5 separate regions of the Mus musculus genome follow, and regions 2, 3, 4 and 5 are each linked to region 1. Evidence: chromatin contacts called from public Micro-C and promoter capture Hi-C data. All regions are on one chromosome and are shown on one strand. The core of a region is the stretch at or near the end of the contact, and the rest is flanking DNA. Distances in the headings are between cores, read along the strand shown. Region 1 holds the start of Slit3 (slit guidance ligand 3). Region 2 has its middle 5.1 kb from the start of Wwc1. Region 3 holds the start of Insyn2b (inhibitory synaptic factor family member 2B). Region 4 holds the start of Fbll1 (fibrillarin-like 1). Region 5 has its middle 26 kb from the start of Pank3.

What was found. Promoter capture Hi-C pulls out the DNA fragments that hold promoters and counts their contacts. A called contact is a pair of places that touch in the nucleus more often than the background predicts.
Region 2: a Micro-C map of embryonic stem cells shows a contact between it and region 1, with 3 times the contacts expected there. The contact joins the enhancer-like site here to the promoter of Slit3 in region 1. A contact is called at or near these places in 5 of 39 promoter capture datasets (the 3T3-L1 cell line, the HPC-7 cell line, embryonic stem cells and 2 more) and 4 of 484 Hi-C or Micro-C datasets (embryonic stem cells and pre-B cells).
Region 3: a contact with region 1 is called in a promoter capture Hi-C map of stem cell-derived epiblast-like cells, with 2.1 times the contacts expected there. The contact joins the promoter of Insyn2b here to the promoter of Slit3 in region 1. A contact is called at or near these places in 2 of 39 promoter capture datasets (embryonic stem cells and stem cell-derived epiblast-like cells) and 1 of 115 datasets of contacts at active chromatin or transcription factors (embryonic stem cells).
Region 4: a promoter capture Hi-C map of hippocampal neurons shows a contact between it and region 1, with 3 times the contacts expected there. The contact joins the promoter of Fbll1 here to the promoter of Slit3 in region 1. A contact is called at or near these places in 8 of 39 promoter capture datasets (the 3T3-L1 cell line, embryonic stem cells, hippocampal neurons and 3 more) and 1 of 9 other capture datasets (embryonic stem cells).
Region 5: a promoter capture Hi-C map of hippocampal neurons shows a contact between it and region 1, with 3 times the contacts expected there. The contact joins the enhancer-like site here to the promoter of Slit3 in region 1. A contact is called at or near these places in 9 of 39 promoter capture datasets (the 3T3-L1 cell line, the HPC-7 cell line, embryonic stem cells and 4 more) and 1 of 9 other capture datasets (embryonic stem cells).

What each region holds. Positions count from the first base shown.
Region 1 is chr11:35,119,600-35,122,941 of GRCm38.p6, forward strand. Slit3 (slit guidance ligand 3) reads left to right here and starts at 1,857. Exons shown (of 36, transcript NM_011412.3): 1 at 1,857-2,112. The coding sequence starts at 1,916.
Region 2 is chr11:35,983,978-35,987,319 of GRCm38.p6, forward strand. No RefSeq gene overlaps it. Among named protein-coding and RNA genes, the nearest start is that of Wwc1, 5.1 kb to the left of the region's middle. Within about 2 kb of position 1,499, at least 79 of the 459 cell types and tissues checked have an H3K27ac peak or open chromatin away from gene starts, as enhancers often do. A contact at or near this core is called in embryonic stem cells, where this site is marked.
Region 3 is chr11:34,313,007-34,316,348 of GRCm38.p6, forward strand. Insyn2b (inhibitory synaptic factor family member 2B) reads left to right here and starts at 1,816. Exons shown (of 4, transcript NM_001025382.2): 1 at 1,816-1,939. The region is part of intron 27 of Dock2 (dedicator of cyto-kinesis 2); the gene reads right to left.
Region 4 is chr11:35,797,169-35,800,510 of GRCm38.p6, forward strand. Fbll1 (fibrillarin-like 1) reads right to left here and starts at 1,716. Exons shown (of 1, transcript NM_001004147.3): 1 at 212-1,716. The coding sequence starts at 1,266. The coding sequence ends at 322.
Region 5 is chr11:35,742,078-35,745,419 of GRCm38.p6, forward strand. No RefSeq gene overlaps it. Among named protein-coding and RNA genes, the nearest start is that of Pank3, 26 kb to the right of the region's middle. Within about 2 kb of position 1,729, at least 13 of the 459 cell types and tissues checked have an H3K27ac peak or open chromatin away from gene starts, as enhancers often do. A contact at or near this core is called in hippocampal neurons, where this site is marked.

The DNA.
Region 1 (3,342 bases), core at 607-3,106:
AGAGGGCGATGGCGGCAGCAGCTGGGCAGAAACAGTTCCCAAGAATAACAGCAGAGAACTGAATCTCACGTGTGTGCTGGGGTTGGGGTATAAGTGTGTGGGGGTGGGGGGGGGGAGCTGGGGGGCAATTGAGTCCTTAGAGCTAAGTCTCTGAAAATATGCTAGCTATAATAAAATAAAATTTGCACCTCAGCTATATATTTACAGTGTGTAGTCAAGTAGCTAAAAGTTTCCTTTAAGGAAAATAGAAGAATCTGAGTAGCATTCATATGAGGGAAAAGAGAGTTCTCAGGCGCATAGTGGTTAGTGGTATGTGAACATACATGTTCTTCTCTGTATGTGACTGCATATTTTTTGTGTGTGAAAGTGCATGTGTTTTATAGTTAAGAGTATAGGGGTGTGGGGGGGTGTAGTGTGTGTGTGTGTGTGTGTGTGTGTGTGTGTGTGTGTGTGTGTAAAACCAAGGCTATTTCAGACCTTTCCAGTACAAGAGGATCTCAAGGAAGTCTGGGCAATATTTCCTCCAGTTCCTGCCCCTTCCCTTCAAACAAACAAACAACATCATTCCTACAAGTATGTATGGAGCCTGTAACATGGCCCTTCCCCACCGGCATCTGGAAAAGCTCAGACCAGCCAATTTAGAGCAGGCACTGGCAGAATGAAGGCAAGGCTGGGGAGGAGGGGGATGGGGAATAGGTCCCTTGCATGCTACTGCACTATTTTATAAAATCACGTTCTTTTCTTTGATGTGCAAGGGAAGTCTGTCAGAACGGTGGCACCTTGAAATAAGGAAATAAAGGTCCGCAGGTGACATGATTGCCCCTTAGTCCCCTAGACAGGAAGCAGATGAAGTGATGGTGTCAATACCGGGGTCCAAGTTCTTACATTTACTACAGAGAGAGAGAGAGACAGAGAGATAGACAGACAGACTGACTGACTGACTGACTGACTGACTGTGACTGTGTGTCTGTGTAGTGTTCTCTAATCTGTAAGTCCTCTAGGAAATAGTTGTTGGCCTTAGCTGTGAACACTAATTAGGGTAGGGGCAAAGTTTCCACGGATAAATGTGTCAGGGTACAGAATGCCTAGTAGCTGTATGGTCTCGGATAATCATTTCACTTAGTCCAACTTTGACTCTTTCACCTAAAACATGAAGCCTAGTTTCTGATGCTCCCATGTGGGTATTCTGTATCCAGCTCGGTGACTGAATTAAAAAAAAAAAATGAAGCCACGAGGTTTATCAGTTCTTGGCTCCCAAGAATAAATGAATTTCAATGTTTCTTTCCTGGCGGCCCGGGCTGGCCAAGTCCCTTTCCTTCCCAGTTGGGTCTCTCTAGCTCCCCTGCTGCCTCCTCCCTACAGGCTCTTGGTTGCTCCAGCAAAGTTCCCAACTTAGTCGACGTGACGCTCAGCGCAGCCAATGGGAGGCGGAGCTGGTGTTTTGGGAGGGGGGCGGGAGGGGCCGGGCCCCGCGTCTCCGGTGTCTACCCTGCTCAGTGAATGGAGAAAGCGAGCGCCGGCTAGCTCTCCGGACCACTCCGTGCCCCAGCCGCCTCTGTGCTCCGCAGCCCAGCCCTGAGCCGGACTTCCCGGGGCACGGTGCTCCCTGGCGCTCAGTCCAGGACCCAGACAGAGCCCTCACCTCTACCGGCGACCCAGAGGGACCCGAGGGCGCTCGGTACCTGGGCACCGTGAGTGATGCGCAGCGGGGCAGCGCCAGCCCCACGGATGGAGCTGCTGCCGCCGCCGCCCGGCGCGCCCCGCTCCGCCCGCACCCCGTGCGCCTGAGCGCCGCGCCCGCCCCTCCTCCGCGCTAACTCCGCCGCCCGCCCCCCAGGCCGCCCGCGCGCCTCCTCGGGCTCCTCGTGTCCCGCCTCGCCAGGCATCCTCCTCTGGGTGCGGGCGCTTGTGCACCATGGCCCTCGGCCGGACCGGGGCCGGCGCCGCTGTGCGCGCCCGCCTGGCGCTGGGCTTGGCGCTTGCGAGCATCCTGAGCGGACCCCCTGCTGCCGCCTGCCCCACCAAGTGTACCTGCTCCGCCGCTAGCGTGGACTGCCACGGGCTGGGCCTGCGCGCCGTTCCTCGGGGCATCCCCCGCAACGCAGAGCGCCTGTGAGTACCCACCCCGCCCGCCCGCTCAGGCCACCCACCCGGCTGGCTCCTACAGAGTCGCCCTCAGGGCGCAGGTCCTTCTTTCCTCTCCGGTGCATGGGGGACGATCCCTACTCCCCTACCCCTGCTGTCAGACACGCTCAATAAGTTGGGGGTGGCGTGGCTTTGGGCAGGTGTGGAGAGAAGTGTACGAGTTGCCCCCGCGATGGGACCGCGTAGTGCCTCCCTGGTTGAGGGCACCGGGGGCTTATCCGCTGACAGATCGGGAGAATAAAGCTAGCAGAAGGCTAGCGCGGAGGAGTGGGGGGGTGTCAGAGAGCGTGGTGGTCTCAAGGTTTGGGGTTGGGTATGAGGGGTCCATTACCCCTTGCTTCTTAAAGAGGGAGAGGCGAGGTAGCAAGCTAGACGGAGATGGGGAGTTTCGATCGCAGAGACCTGAGAGCCTCCTTCCCGGACCCCCTCGCCCCCCCCCCAAAAAAAAAACCTGCGACCCTCCTGGAGATCAGAATGGGCCAGCTGCTGTGTGGCTGTCCTTGCTAGGAAAGTTGAGTGTGTACGAAAGAGGTCTTAACTTCTGAAAAACCGGACGGATTCTGAGTGGGTGCTCTCAACACCCTCCCTGCCTGGAGTGCAGCATTGGGGATGCCAAGTTGCAGCCCGGGTGAATTTTTTATGGCCGGGTTATAAATGCCTCCCCAAACGGGCCGGAGAATGGAAATGCTGACAGCCCTTTAAATGAGACCTAGCGCTATAATCTTACAAACCGCACTCAGCCTCGGATCCTGGGGTTGGCAGCTAGCGGAGAGGCTCTTGGAGAGTGGGGTGGATTGACCCTCGTTTTAACCCCAATTGTGCAACCAAATATTTACTTTTCTTATGTCAGCGTTTTGGAAAGATTTATCATTTTGATCCTCACGACCAAATTCAAAATTTGGCCTCCGGGGGTGGGCTCCTTTTAGTCCACAGTTGGGGGCGGGGTGAGGGAGTATGGAGCCCTGGTGGTGGAGGGAGCTGGAGCCTCTGAGTGGGTGAAGGCTTGCCCTAGTCACAATTCCAGCCATTGCACTGCCCAGTTGCTCTCTACCCAGCCTGTCTCAGGGTTAGCATACGGGTCTTCTTCAGTCCTGCCTACTTCAGGTCAGGAAAGAGCCGGGTTGTCCTAGCTGCCCACCACTGTTATCACCCCTACCGCCTCCCCACACCTCCCCCTTTCTTCTTCTTGGCTGTCTA
Region 2 (3,342 bases), core at 249-2,748, 860 kb after region 1:
TTTCTAAGAGGACATGGTTTCTGTTCCCAGCACCCACATCTGGCAGCTCCTAACTGCCTGTATCTCTTACACCTCTGGCCTGAAGGTACCAGCAATCACATGTGCATAGACACACAATAAAACCAATAAAGTAAATAGTAGGAGGAATGATGGAGAAACAGAGACAGTGAAAGATAGGGAGAGAAAGCTGGCTATCTCAGAAGTGGTTTCTGGCTGGCATCTGCATGCTTTAAAGGACTGGAGGCTTGGAGAACCTCTCCTGGGTTTTGTCTTCCCACTCCATGACTATACCTCCCTACCTCATACCGTCCGACCCACGGGTCCTGGAGACCACACACTGTTATGTTCGGTGACTGAGCCAATAACATCCCCTCTGTTCAGTCACGTGTTACTTGAGGTTCATAACCGTGCCCTGGAGTTGGTGGTTTCAAGGTTGAGAAAATACATTCAAAGCCAGGCCGGGCAGTGGTGGTGCACACCTTTAACCCCAACACTTAGGAGGCAGAGACAAGTGAGTTCCAGGACAGTCAGGGCTACACAGAGAAAACCTGTCTCAAAAAAACAAAACAAAGCCAGAGAGAAAGTCTGGGTAGAGCAAACTTTGGCAACAGGAGAGTCTAGGCAGAAGACATTTCTTTTTTGTTTTTTTGTTTTTTTTTTGAGGCAGGGTTTCTCTGTGTAGCCCTGGCTGTCCTGGAACTCACTCTGTAGACCAGGCTGGCCTCGAACTCAGAGATCTGCCTGCCTCTGCCTCCCAAGTGCTGGGATTAAAGGCGTGTGCCACCAAGCCTGGCTCAGAAGACATTTCTAATTTACCTCTGGGTCCTCAATGCTTAATACAGTGCTGCAAAACAAGCTGTGCCCAATGAGGCTAGCCCTTGTTCTTACTGATTCCATTCCACAGAACAGAACTGAGTCTTGGAAAGCCAAACGACTAACTCTACTAACAGGGCCCAGGTTCCAAGAGTCGGCTTCCAGTGAGGTTTTGTTTTGTTTTTGGTTTTGCTTGTTTTGTTTTTTTTAAAGACGAGCTCTCATGTAGCCCAGGCTGGCTTCAAACTCACTTTGTGAGGAAGACCCTGAACAGAAGGGTCTTCACCTGATCCCCCTGTCTCCACCTCCTGAATGCTAGGATTACAGGCATGTATCACCACACCTAGCTGTGCCCCTCATTACTACCACCTCCTCCTAGGGCTTCCTGCAAAATGTTCTCTCAACTGAGCTCCATCCCCCACCTCTCCAGTGGGTTCTCACTCGTGGGTTCCCAACAGAGCCAGAGATCTAGAAATGAGAAATGTCAGGGTCACAGTCTGATTGGAAGAAATGGGGTAGTCTTTCTAGTATAGACCATCCTTGAACTCTTGCTTTTATTTGGTTGTGTGTCTGTTCAGAGTAAAACGGGAGAAAACCCTGGATATTTGGGAGGGCAGGTGAAGCCCGGACCATTGCAGAGCCTCAGAAAGCTGAGAGATCTGAATTCCAAGCTGAGGTTTCACATACCTCCTCCACCACCAGAGCTGTCATCAAGACCCACTTTAGGCATAGAAGAAGCAGAGAAAGAGGGGGGAGGGGTGAAGAAGAGAAGGAGGGAGGAGAGAGAGAGAGAGAGAGAGAGAGAGAGAGAGAGAGAGAGAGAGAGAGAGAGAGAGAGAGAGAGAGAGAGAGAGAGAGAGAGAGGATTTAATAAGTGGAGAAGCGGATTTTTCTCTCCAAGGTGCCTGCCTCCCTTCCAGCTCCCCGTTCTTCCTGCTTTTTGTCATTAACAGGACTGGGTTTCTCCCACAGCAGTGGCTATCCTGGAGCTGGCAGGACAGGTTGCATCCATCCTATTTCCAACTGTCTCCTCAAAGAGTCCTCTGGGGCCTGGGAGTTGTTATGTCTTTCACCGGGGAGGAAATGAATTATGCACTGTGGGAGGCGGAGATGAAATCGCGGTTTCAAGGGGGTGGGTGGTGCGCAAGGAGAAAGCAAGCCTGAGAGCAGAGGGCGGGAACTGGCGCACAGAGCGCAGGCGTGCTCTCTTCCACTGCTACCCCAGAAGCTCGAGCGGAGCCCTGGTGGGAAATGGGGGTGGCGCGTGAGCGCAATAACTAGAGGGCTGGCTGTGAGTCCCCAGGGTATTTATAGCACTCCATCGCCATGGTACCCAGAAGCTTAAATTAAACTCTAGCCCAACCGCTAGAGATGCTGGGAGTGGGCTGCTCTTTACCTGTACACCTTGCAGGTTCTGACCCTGAATCCTTAGAAATGTAGCCGGTGCAGTTGAGCCAAGCACGTGAATGTTACAAATCATGCAGCAAGAAGGATGTAGGGGCGTGGTTTAAAGCCAGATAACCTGCCTCCACTAGGTGGCTGGGTGGAGCAGGCAAGAAACAAACAACAAACCCTATTTGAAAGTTTCCTTCATCTTGGTGGGTGTGTGATGTGCGACTCTGTGCCAACTCACTGGGTTTTTTGAGACAGTCTCTGACTGTCCTAGAACTCATTGTGCTATATCCCCTGCCTCCCAGGTGCTGAGATTAATAAAACCGTGGGCCATTAATTGTTCATAGAATCTAGAACCACCTGGCAAGGGAGTCTTTACAAGGAATGGTCTAGATTAGGTTGGCCTGTGGGATTGTCTTTGAAGGGCGGTCTTGATCGTCTTAGCGGAAGTAGCAGAACCTGCCTGTCCTGGCCTGTACAGTTTCCTGGGGCTGAGTCTTGAAGTAGGTAAGATTAGGGAGCGAGCTCAGCACTAACAAATAGGAATGCTTCGGTTTCCCTCGGCTCTTGACTGATTGGTTGTTTCAAGTTCCTGCTTTGGCTTCCCCACAGTGATGGACTGTCATTTGGACTTAAAAGCAGAAAAATAACGTCTTTCCCCCTTAAAGTTATTTTCATCAGGATGTTTTGTCATAGCAACGGTAATGAAACTAGAACAAAGAGCTTGGCTCAGCCCTGAGACATGAAGTTCTTTTAAGGGCAGATATTATGGTTTAGCTATAAAGTGTTCCAGCCAGGTGTGATGGCACACCCCTTTAATCCAAGCATTTAGCAGGCAGGAGCTGGTGGAAGGGAAGTCTGATCTACATAGTGAGTTCCAGGTCAGCCAGGGTCACATAGGCAGGGTGTCTCAAGGGTAAATAAATAAGGCACCCCCACCCCACCCCAAAGGCTTGGTCTAGACCTGGGGATGCTGCCGAAGGCAAGTAGGTGGTAAATTCATCAATGTGCTCATTTGTTAATGGGTTCGTTCTAAAAGGACTTAGTTAGAGAAAGTGGGTCACGGCAGGAGTGGGGCTTCAAAGGGTATATCTTGTCTTCCTTCCTTCCTTCCTTCCTTCCTTCCTTCCTTCCTTC
Region 3 (3,342 bases), core at 566-3,065, 810 kb before region 1:
AGGAATTCCTGGAAAGACCAACAGCTCCAACAGCACTGTTAAGTGCATGGCAAGTCTCTGCAGAGAGATCATTACTGGATCACCATGAATCAATCAGCCATGAGCGAACCTAACACCTACCAGGATTGGCATTATTTACGGATAAAGAAGATAAAGGAGATGCGGAGAGACAACCTTTGCTCTTCGTGAGTTTATTATTTAGTCGGGAAAGCGTGATTAATGTCCATGAGGAAAGGAGTCAGACAAGAGGGAAATCAAGGTAGAGATGTGAGGAGGAGGTGGGTCCTGAAGAAACCCTGAAAGTGGAGAAGCATGAGTTATAGCCTCATATGGACCAAAGGCATCACTCAGTCTCTCCTGTGTTCTCCCTCCCAGGGTGTTAAGTGTCTGTGCTGGGGCATGCTGGCATATAGAAACAGCACTTGAGGGGATATATTCTGGAAGCTGGTAAAGAAACACTGGTCACTAATCAAGCAGGGCTGAGATAATATTCTCAACTGTTTCCTGTAAGATCCTAGAGGGATGACCATCTTGGCCAGAGGAGGTCTCACTGTGAACCAGGCCAGGCCAGATTTTTTTTGAAGGTTGCCTGGTTACTGGTGGGATACAAGGAGTGTCCAGGGACTCCCACTGCTGAAGATAGGCTTGGAAATTTCATTTGAAATTTTATTTGAAATTTTATTTGAAAAATAAAGGTGTGTGATACCTGAGTGTGTGTCTCTGTGTCTGTCTATCTGTCTCTGTTCTTGTCTCTCTGTCTCTGTCTCTGTCTCTGTCTCTCTCTGTGTGTGTGTGTGTGTGTGTGTGTGTGTGTGTGTGTGTGTGTGTATCTGACAGTCTGTGGCCTTTGTTTAAAAAAGTCTCCTGTTGTTAAAAATATTGAATATGCATGCATGTAACCTGTATATCAGCCAGCCTGTAGGTCTGCTCGAGTGATGGACAGTGCTTATGGCCCCTAGGAAGTACCCTCTGCATTCTTTGGTAGGTCTCTTAGGTTGCTTAATGTGTTCCATGCACTCATTTGCCAAAGTAGCTAACATAGGTACAGGCTCTCGTTTGCTTCCTGGTGTTTTTCAATTAGGACGTTAGGGGTGTCATGCCTTCTCAGTCAGCAGGGCCAGCTATAGAACGGAATGAGGCAAAGATGTAGGGTCCTCACTTAAAAGTATTATGGATCATTTTGGAACAGCTGAGTGGCCTTTTAAAAGAAGGAACTCGATGACTAAGCAGGTCACCTGCACAGAAGCTGGTGACCGCTAAACCCACCCCATGTTTAGAAAACATGGATATCTGGCCCAAAGCACCAAGCTTAGACTTTCAGGGGGCTCTAGCCACTTTGAGTGTAGGAATCCAAAGCCTTGGGGATCCCACCTGCTTGTTATTTCCTGGCGAGACCTCCAGGGTGGGTAGTAGTGAGTTTGTGAAATTACTCAACTCTTTCAAACCAGGCTGAAGCAGCTGCATCCTGGCTAACTTAACAAGGTCGCACTGAAATTAAGAGATGGATTTCATACCTCTGGGTAGCCTAAATGTAGGGAAGGGAGATTCTAGAGTTTGAAGAGCTAGAGGTAGGTGTGTGTGGTGTGTGTGTGTGTGTGTGTGTGTGTGTGTGTGTGTGTGTGTGTGTGTGTGTGTTTACCTGGGCTTCCTCAGTTCCTGCTCCCTCCGTCTCCTCTCTTCTCTCCCTTCCTTAAAGAATTCATCCTGTGGCCACTAGAGGGCTTTTCTTTTCACATGGTAGCTGCTGTGCAGTTTGTTCGGCTTTTTATTTATTCCTACGTGAGCAGACCCACTACACTTCTTGCATATAAACAGTGAAAATTACAATATAAAGGGCTTATTTTTTCCTTCGTTTGGAGTTATCTTGCTTCTGGTCAAAGGCTGGCTCGTTGTACAAGGAAGGGGCGGCATCTTCTGCAGGTAATTCCACTGCTTGGAGGTAAGAGATATGGGAAGGTTTGATTTTTTTTTGTTTTTTTTCTTTTTTCTTTTTTTTTTTAAATCGATGATCTTGTAGGAAAAAAATGCTGTTGTCTCTTGGACAGCAGTCTACTTTAAATCTTTGGTTTAAATGAGTGCTGAGACTGTGAGCTTGTGTGGGTGTGTGTGGTGAAAATCCACCATTGTCAGAACTGCAGGCTGCCCCAAACGCCTCGATCCGCAAGGCTTGTTATTCCCAGTGGCTTGATTTGAATTGGAAGAGGAGGAAATGCAAAGAGCGAACCTCAGAGGAGCTCAAGTTGCTGGAATTACCTCGAACGGGCTGCATTCTCTTAGGGTTTGTTTAAGGAAACTTCTCTGCCTTTTTTTTCTTTCTATCTTTAAATAATGAAAAAAGAGAGAGGGGTTTTCCATTCTTCATTGGAGAGTTTGACCATTTTATGAAATAAACCATTATTGTTTTATTAGGAATCAGTCAGTGTGTTAGAGTTCACAGATCAATCAAAGTCACTTTACCAGCTTGTTAATTTCTTTGTCCAGATCAGCATGTAGAAAAGCCCGGTTGGGTGCCTTTCACTAGGATTTGCATGCACTGTCATGGAAGTTTAGACAAGTCACTTGCATTTGCCTGTTAATCAAAAATTGACTGCTTTATCTTGAACCGGAAGCATCCTGATTTTTCTACCACAGCCTAGCTCACTTTGGTATCGATCCTTAGGTGATCACACAGATGTGACTAACAGACTCCCTGAAGTAGAACGAGCCACAGGCAGTAGGTTCATTAAAGGCTCTGTCATTTGAATTGAATAGCCATTCACGATTTCTCATGCAATGAAGGAGTAATGGAATCACTTAGTGCTTCTCTGACGGCTAGCCCCTTTCAAGATTGTCTTCAAAATGGCAAGTGTGTCTTGGCCCTCTCCCATTTTCACAAGTTTGAGACCAGACTTTCATACCTGCCGTATCTAAAATGCTTAGAGAAATTGGGGAAGGATGGTTGGGGTGACAATCAGACTATTTGCCCTGGCAGCCAACATAGCCCTAAGGTCGACTGCTGCTCCAACTTTATATCATTAAAAGTTCAAACTCCCATCCCCTCCAATGACCTAGAAAAGCCTTAATGTTGCATGGGGTTCTCGGGGAGTTGGGGGATTCCCTGCAATCTGAGCCAATTAGAACCCTCTTCTTTTTATTCCTGGCAGAAATTCTATAATCGACATATATTTACTACCACGGCATGAGGCAGCCACTCATCCATACCAAAGCAGCATGCCAGGTGCCCGGATAGGAAATTGCTTCTTAAAACAGAGTACCAGAGGGACTTGCATATTAAATTCCAGAGAGAAATTGAATCTGAGTCTCTGGCGCAAAGCAGGCAGAGTCACCTCGCTCTAATCGGGT
Region 4 (3,342 bases), core at 466-2,965, 680 kb after region 1:
TACTTTAAAGATCACTAGCGGGCTCTCCTATCCTTGTTCCTGTGATTAAAAGACACGTGTAAAAATGGGACCCTGTGGAGACCAGGCCTGGGGTGACTGGAATAGACACCACTCCCATGTTGTTCCTTGAAGGGGCCCTATACCTCTGTATTAGGCCACCAAGGCTGGAGAGCGACTGGTGCAGCTGCAAAACCCACTCTGGCCTCAACTGTACACTTGGGAATTGTTTATTTTATTAAATAGAAAAACAACGCACTAGGACAGGCACAAAGACACAGTCTTGTGGCAGCGCGGGGGCACCTTCCCTGGTTTCTGCTGCTGCTACTTGCTCTTGGGTGGGGGCCGATAGACCCCGACGACGACGGCGTGGTCCCTTTCGTAGGGCTCCAGAGTCAGCTGCTCCTGTGGCTTCAAGTTCTCCTGTTGCAGCTTCCTCACCTCAGAAGCAAACACGGCCTCGGCAGACGCTGTGGAGTCGATGCAGTTGGCCTTGATGGAAATGAGAAAGTGGCCTCCGTTGCGCAGAAAGGTGTGGGCGTTAAGCGCCACGATGCGCGACTGATCTGGCTGGGCCACATCGGCGAAGATCACGTCCACCATGCCAATGAGCATGCGATACTTGAGCGGGTGCCGGGCATCTTCCAGCACCGGGATGATGTTGGTGCGCTTCTTGGCCACGTTGACCAGATCGCGGCCGGCGCGATGGGAGAATTCAACCGCATAGACCAGGCCGTCGGGGCCGATGATGTCGGAGACGTGTGAGACAGTGGTTCCGGAGGCGGCGCCCAGGTACAACACTTTGGACTTGGGCTTGATGTGGATCTGGTCCACGCCGCCCAGGATGGCCGCTGCCAATTTGGAGCGGAAGGGATTCCACGTGCGGTACTCCTGTTTCTCCCCGTTCTCCATCACGGTGACGCGCTTCTCGCCGTACACCGAGACTCCAGGCACCATGTTCAGTGTGACCAGAGCATCCTCCGCGCCGCGGTAGATGAACACGCCCTCGTGCCGATGCGGCTCCACCGACACCGTGATGCCCTTCTTGCGGCGGTTCTTGTTCTTGCCTGGACCGCCGCGTCGCTGCCTGTCGCCGCCGCCGCCCCCGCCGCCCCCGCCGCCGCCTCGTCCCCGGCCCCGGCCGCCGCCGCTGGAGCCGCGTGTGCGTGCCCCGAAGCCGCCTTTGGTCCCTGAGCCCGTGTCACCTCCCTTGCTGCCTCCCTTGCCGCCACCCCAGCCCCAGCCGCCGCGGCCGCCCGCGGGTTTCATGGCCCCCGCAGCTCTCAGGAACTGCCGCGGTGGTCGGGGATCGCGAGGGACCCGGGCGGTTGCTGCGGAATGGGGACAAATTGTTGGCGGCGGCTGCCCGCAGGATTAGCCGCAGCGGGATGCAGGGGGCCGCGGTGCGCACATCCCCGGATCCACGCTTTGACGCGGTGACTTGCGTGATTGCATCACAGCCGTTTTGTAGCCCCTGTAGCCCCGGAAGCCCCCCTGCACCAGCTGCGCGCAGACACAGCCTGCTCACTTGTAACCCTTTGCCTTCTCTCGAGTCTGCTGGTATTTATTCTCTGCTTTCCCAGGGACTCCAGCTTCTTTCCCTGGATCTCGCAGTGGCCAAGCGTCTCTGTGGCAGAGAGATGGGAAGCGCGCATCCACTAGTCCTTGAGTTTCTTAGTTTCTTGCTCTCCCGTGTGTCAGCAGGAAACCTATGTGTAACCTAAATCATATGGCACTTACTTCAGAAAAAAAAAAAAAAAGGAAATTACTTCGATGTTTCGTCTGTGCTTTAAAAACCATTCTTTCATCCAAACCTTGAGGAACTGGAGGAAGAAATGGGCAGCACCGCGGATAGAAACCCAGACGTCCCTACATAGGCTTTAGCGTCCAGTCAGCACCAGGGACAGCTACCTCAAACACGTCTCTTCTGACCACTATTGGTGGCTTTGGGGCCAAGCTGGACTTCTGTGTAGCTGATCTAAGCACATGTCTGACCTCCCTGTTAGTGGAATTAAGTGCCAAGTCCAGGGAGATGGTGTTGGGCCCCCAAGGGCCCAAGTGTTGAGAACGCGACCCCCAGAAACACACAGCTTGACGGCAGAACGCTGCAACAATGACAAGAGGTTTTTATTCTAACGTGCGTGGAATAAAACCATGGGGGGGGGGGGCGTTGCTCAGCCTCGCAGGGAGAGTAAACCCCGATTGTCAAAAGTACATCTTTTTTATAATCTTTGAAAGGGGGGCACCTCACAGTGATATCATTATTGGCTAGCAAAGCAATAGTGTATTTTTAATTTTAGTGATCAGCTGTTGATGTGCCAGAAAACTTCGTCAGCAAGGTTAGGACAGTATGTGGTTTATTGTGGAATTCAAACTGAGGCAGGATTTCCAAGGACTGTTATCTGTGTTATAGCTAATTTTTGAGAACTGCTAATCTTGCTCTGGTCAACTGTGGTCATCATGACCTCTTAGTCAGTCCTCTCAGATGGGGAAGGGCCCGGGTGGTATTGAACTATTGAACTTGCTTATATTGGCAGGGAAAGGGAAAATTCCTCAAGCAGCAGGGGGAAGGGAAAAGCTTTTGCAAATAGCTTTGGTGCACATTAGCCAAGCTAAAAACTATATTTCTTCAGTGGAATGCACCTAAGAACTAGAACATGACACAGGGAGAGGATATTAACTCCCCATATGTGCACACATTAATCTCCTCTCCTGTCTCACATCCACAGACAGCAATGGCAGGGCTGTTCACCCCTGAGTATTATAAGACTTTCTTGATGAGGGCCACAAGTCTGCATGAGGATATAGAGAAGGTGGCAGAGGAAGAAATGCAGGATTCCTGTGATAGCTTGTTCGTGGGAAACACTCTAATTACAATTTGAAGAGTATTCTCTAAAATGAGTTACATTTGCTGTCTTGGTTGTGTTTCCACCAATCAGACCTTGTAATGACTAGTTTTTGCATATATTTGAATTGGCCATGGGATGCTCAGATACTTAATCAAATATTATTCTGGTTGTTTCTGGGCAGTGATTGGATGAGGTTATCATTTACATTTGTCAAGTAAAACAGATTGTCCTGCATTGTGTGGGTAAGTTTCATTTGATCAGTTGAAGCCCTGTATAAATTAAAAGGCTGCTCTTCTCCAAGGAAGAGAGAATTATGCTACCTAATAGCATTTAACCCGGAACATTAGTGCTTCTTATCCAACAACTTTTGAAGAAGGGTGTTGGTTTTGATGATTTCAGATTTGCCAGCATCCATTTTGCATGAAAAACTATTTATTTGTGTGTGTGTGTTTCATATGCGTCCTGATGGAGGTTGTCTTAGTCAAGGTTTCTATTC
Region 5 (3,342 bases), core at 479-2,978, 620 kb after region 1:
TCCAGATTTGGAGGGCTCACCTGTGATCCAGATCCTGAGGTTGGAAGACACAGAGGCATAGAGGTCATGAGAAACTTAGATCCAGGCATGGTGGTACATAATCCCAGGATATAATGCCAAGTAGATCTCTGAGTTCAAGGCCAGCCTGGGACAGAGCAAGTTCTAGGTGAAGAAAAGCTTAAATCCAGGCATGGTGGTGCACACCTTTAATCCAAGGAGACAGGCATGCAAATCTCTGAGTTCAAAGTCAATCTGCAGAGCAAGATCCAAGACAGCCAAGCTTAGGCAGTGAAGGAGTTGGAGAACAGAAAGCTGGTGATAATGTAATAAGAACAAGGGGGCCATATTCCAGCTCCTGCAAGCAGCAGAACTCTTCAGTTCCAGCTCTGGCTTTAGAGTGAATAATAGAAGGGACTACTGAAACAATCGATGCTGGTTAGCTGGAGCTAAGAAATTAGCGGTGATTAAGAAGAGACTAACATCACTGAGGTGAAATCTGGGAAGTCTTTTCTGCAAACACATAGAGCATAGCCAAGGTTGTACCTCGTACTGCAGCTGTACTTGGTAATGGGAAAGAGTCACCAAGGTGGTACTGGTTTTGAAGGCATGAAGGGGTTATGAAGAGCAGCTAAGGCTTGGTACTGTGAGAGGCCATGGAAGGCCATTGGTGAAGGTGCAGCCTCAGCTGCAGTTGATAGCCCAGGACTGAAGGGATCATGCAAAGGAGTTGAGGGTTGGTACCATGAAGAGAGCCTATTGGTGAAGTCTAGTTACAGTGTAACACTCCAGCGTAATGGAGATGCCAGTATCATGGAATGATCACCAAGAAAAGCAGTGGCATTGGAGTGGATCGTCCTGAGCTTAGAGTGCTACAGAGGGCAGAGCTGGGAAGTGACGCCAGCCCTTTGGAGGACCCCGGAAGATCATATGAGACATTGAACCAAAAAGCTGTAACATTGAAGTTGCTTTGGAGACCCCAAGATGTTCGAGATGCCAGAGCCGTGGTCTACCTGCTGAGGAATGCACCTAATGGAGTGGAACCAGCCCAGGAAAAAGAAGGACGTTGCAGCCAGTGTTCTGCTAGCAGCCTTCAGATGGGGATGTAGAACTTGCAGCTCCTCCTGCACCATGCCTGTCTAGATGTTGCCATCCTCCCACTTTGATGATAACAGACTGAACCTCTGAATCTGTAAGCCAGCCCCAATTAAATGTTATTCTTATAAGACTTGCCTTGGTCATGGTATCTGTTCACAGCAGCAAAACCCTACCTTAGACACCAACCTTCCCCCAACACTCCACATCCTGCCTAACCTCCCTCTCTCTCCCTGTCCTGTCCAGTAACAGCTGCTGCCCTCCTTTCTTGGCAGCAGGCTGTGGGGGAGCACAAACCAAGTCAAAAGAGTCAAAGGTTAGCATGGGCATTCCTCAGGACAGGGAAGTTGGTGAGCTGGTGGCTGCCCCTTGCAAGCAGGACCAGGACACATTGACAGGCTTTATGATGGAAACAGACCTTTCCCCAACCAATTCTTGTCTCCAGACAACCTGTAGCAGAGGCTGTCAACCATCCCCAAGGTTACCTTCTTCTGTGCGTTGGAGCAGCTGGCTCAGGAAAGGCATCTTCAGCCAGGCTCCTCAGCACCGCGCAGCTCAGCATATCCTTACGGCCAGGGGACCATCTCTTCCAACCTTCCATTGTCTGGCTCATGTTCATCTCTTTTGGCAAGCTTCAGGCACCTTCTGGGGATGAGGCCCAGAGATTCCAACTGTATAATTTTGACTCGGCATCCCAGTTAAACACTTTGATATTTGCGTTTCCCACTGGCATGGCAGGGGATAAAGATGAACAGAGAAATTCATGCTGATTTGAAATTTTAATTTTTCCCTTATTTAGAATGACATTAAATAGCAAATAAATACCATGGTATGCTGAAAGACTGTGTGTGGGAGAAAGGGAAAGGTTTCATAACCTTGTGTGTTTAAGAGAACCTCTCCCCTCTTTATATTTTCTCTGAGTTCAGCTTTTTATTTTTCAATAAGAGGTTGAGTTAAAAAGCCAAACCCCATGTCCGCATCGTTCCTTGTTTCTTCCTTTCATCTTTCCTTCTACTTTCTCCTCAGCTGGGCAGTACTGGGAACAAGGCAGGACCTCCAGATCAGGTGTCACCAGTTGCTAAAACAGGTCCACCAGCCCTGCTCTGCATAGGAGCCTCCTGTGTCCACCTTAGCCAGGGCCTTTGCACATGAGTCAGGCCACAAAGATTCAGGACGTATGCAGGCTCCGTTACTGAAGGGAGTGCTTCTCTGCTCTACGGTCAGCTCATTGCCTTGCATGTATACGCACATGTATGTGGGCATATGTATGCCAGGGCACATGTGCCAGGGGACAACTTACAGGAGTCAGGTCTCCCTCTTGTATGGGTCCTGGGGACTCAACCTTAGGTGGCCAGCTTGACTTGATCTGTTGAGTGACTTGACCTGCTGGGCCATCAGTTATATTTGCATGTAATTGCTCCTCAATTATACTCTCTAACATTTAACTCAATTATACTCTCTAACATTTAACTTGGAGTCAGAAGCTCCCCAAATGGAAAATGAACAAAAAGTGGGTGTGGTGATCTAAATGAGAAATGTCTCCCACGGGCTCAGACATTTATCTGAACACTTGGCTCCTGGCTGTCTCCCTATGTCAAGCTGGCAGCAAAAGATGTAATCCTCCAGCTCCCTGAACCCTCCTGCCAGCTGCTACTGCGCTTGCCCATCTTGATAGACTTAACTCTCCGGAGCTGCGAGTCAAAAGATGCTCTTCTATAAGTTGCTTTGAGCAACAGGAAAGGAACGGACACAGAATGGCACTATGGTTTGCCTATGATACTCCCGCACCCCTGCTCTCACCATAGGTTTCCGTGTTGGAAGCTTAGTCCCCAACTGGTAACATGTTAGAAGGTTCTGAGAACGTTAAAAGCTAGGTCCCAACTGGGAGAAAGACTATTGGGGTTGGGTCCTTGAGCTTGCCCCTGCACTTCCTGTGTGCCATGAAGTGAGGAAACACTTCCAGTGCCACACACTCCTACCACCATGATCTGCCAACCACAGTCCCAGAACCAAAGGAGCCAATGGCTGTGAACTATAATTAATTAACTAATTTCAGAAACTATGAGTGTCTTAGTCAGGGTTTGTATTCCTACACAAAACATCATGACCAAGAAGCAAGTTGGGGAGGAAAGAGTTTATTTGGCTTACACTTCCATACAGCTGTTCATCACCAAGGAAGTCAGGACTGGAACTCAAGCAGGTCAGGAAGCAGGAGCTGATGCAGAGGTCATGGACGGATGTTACTTACTG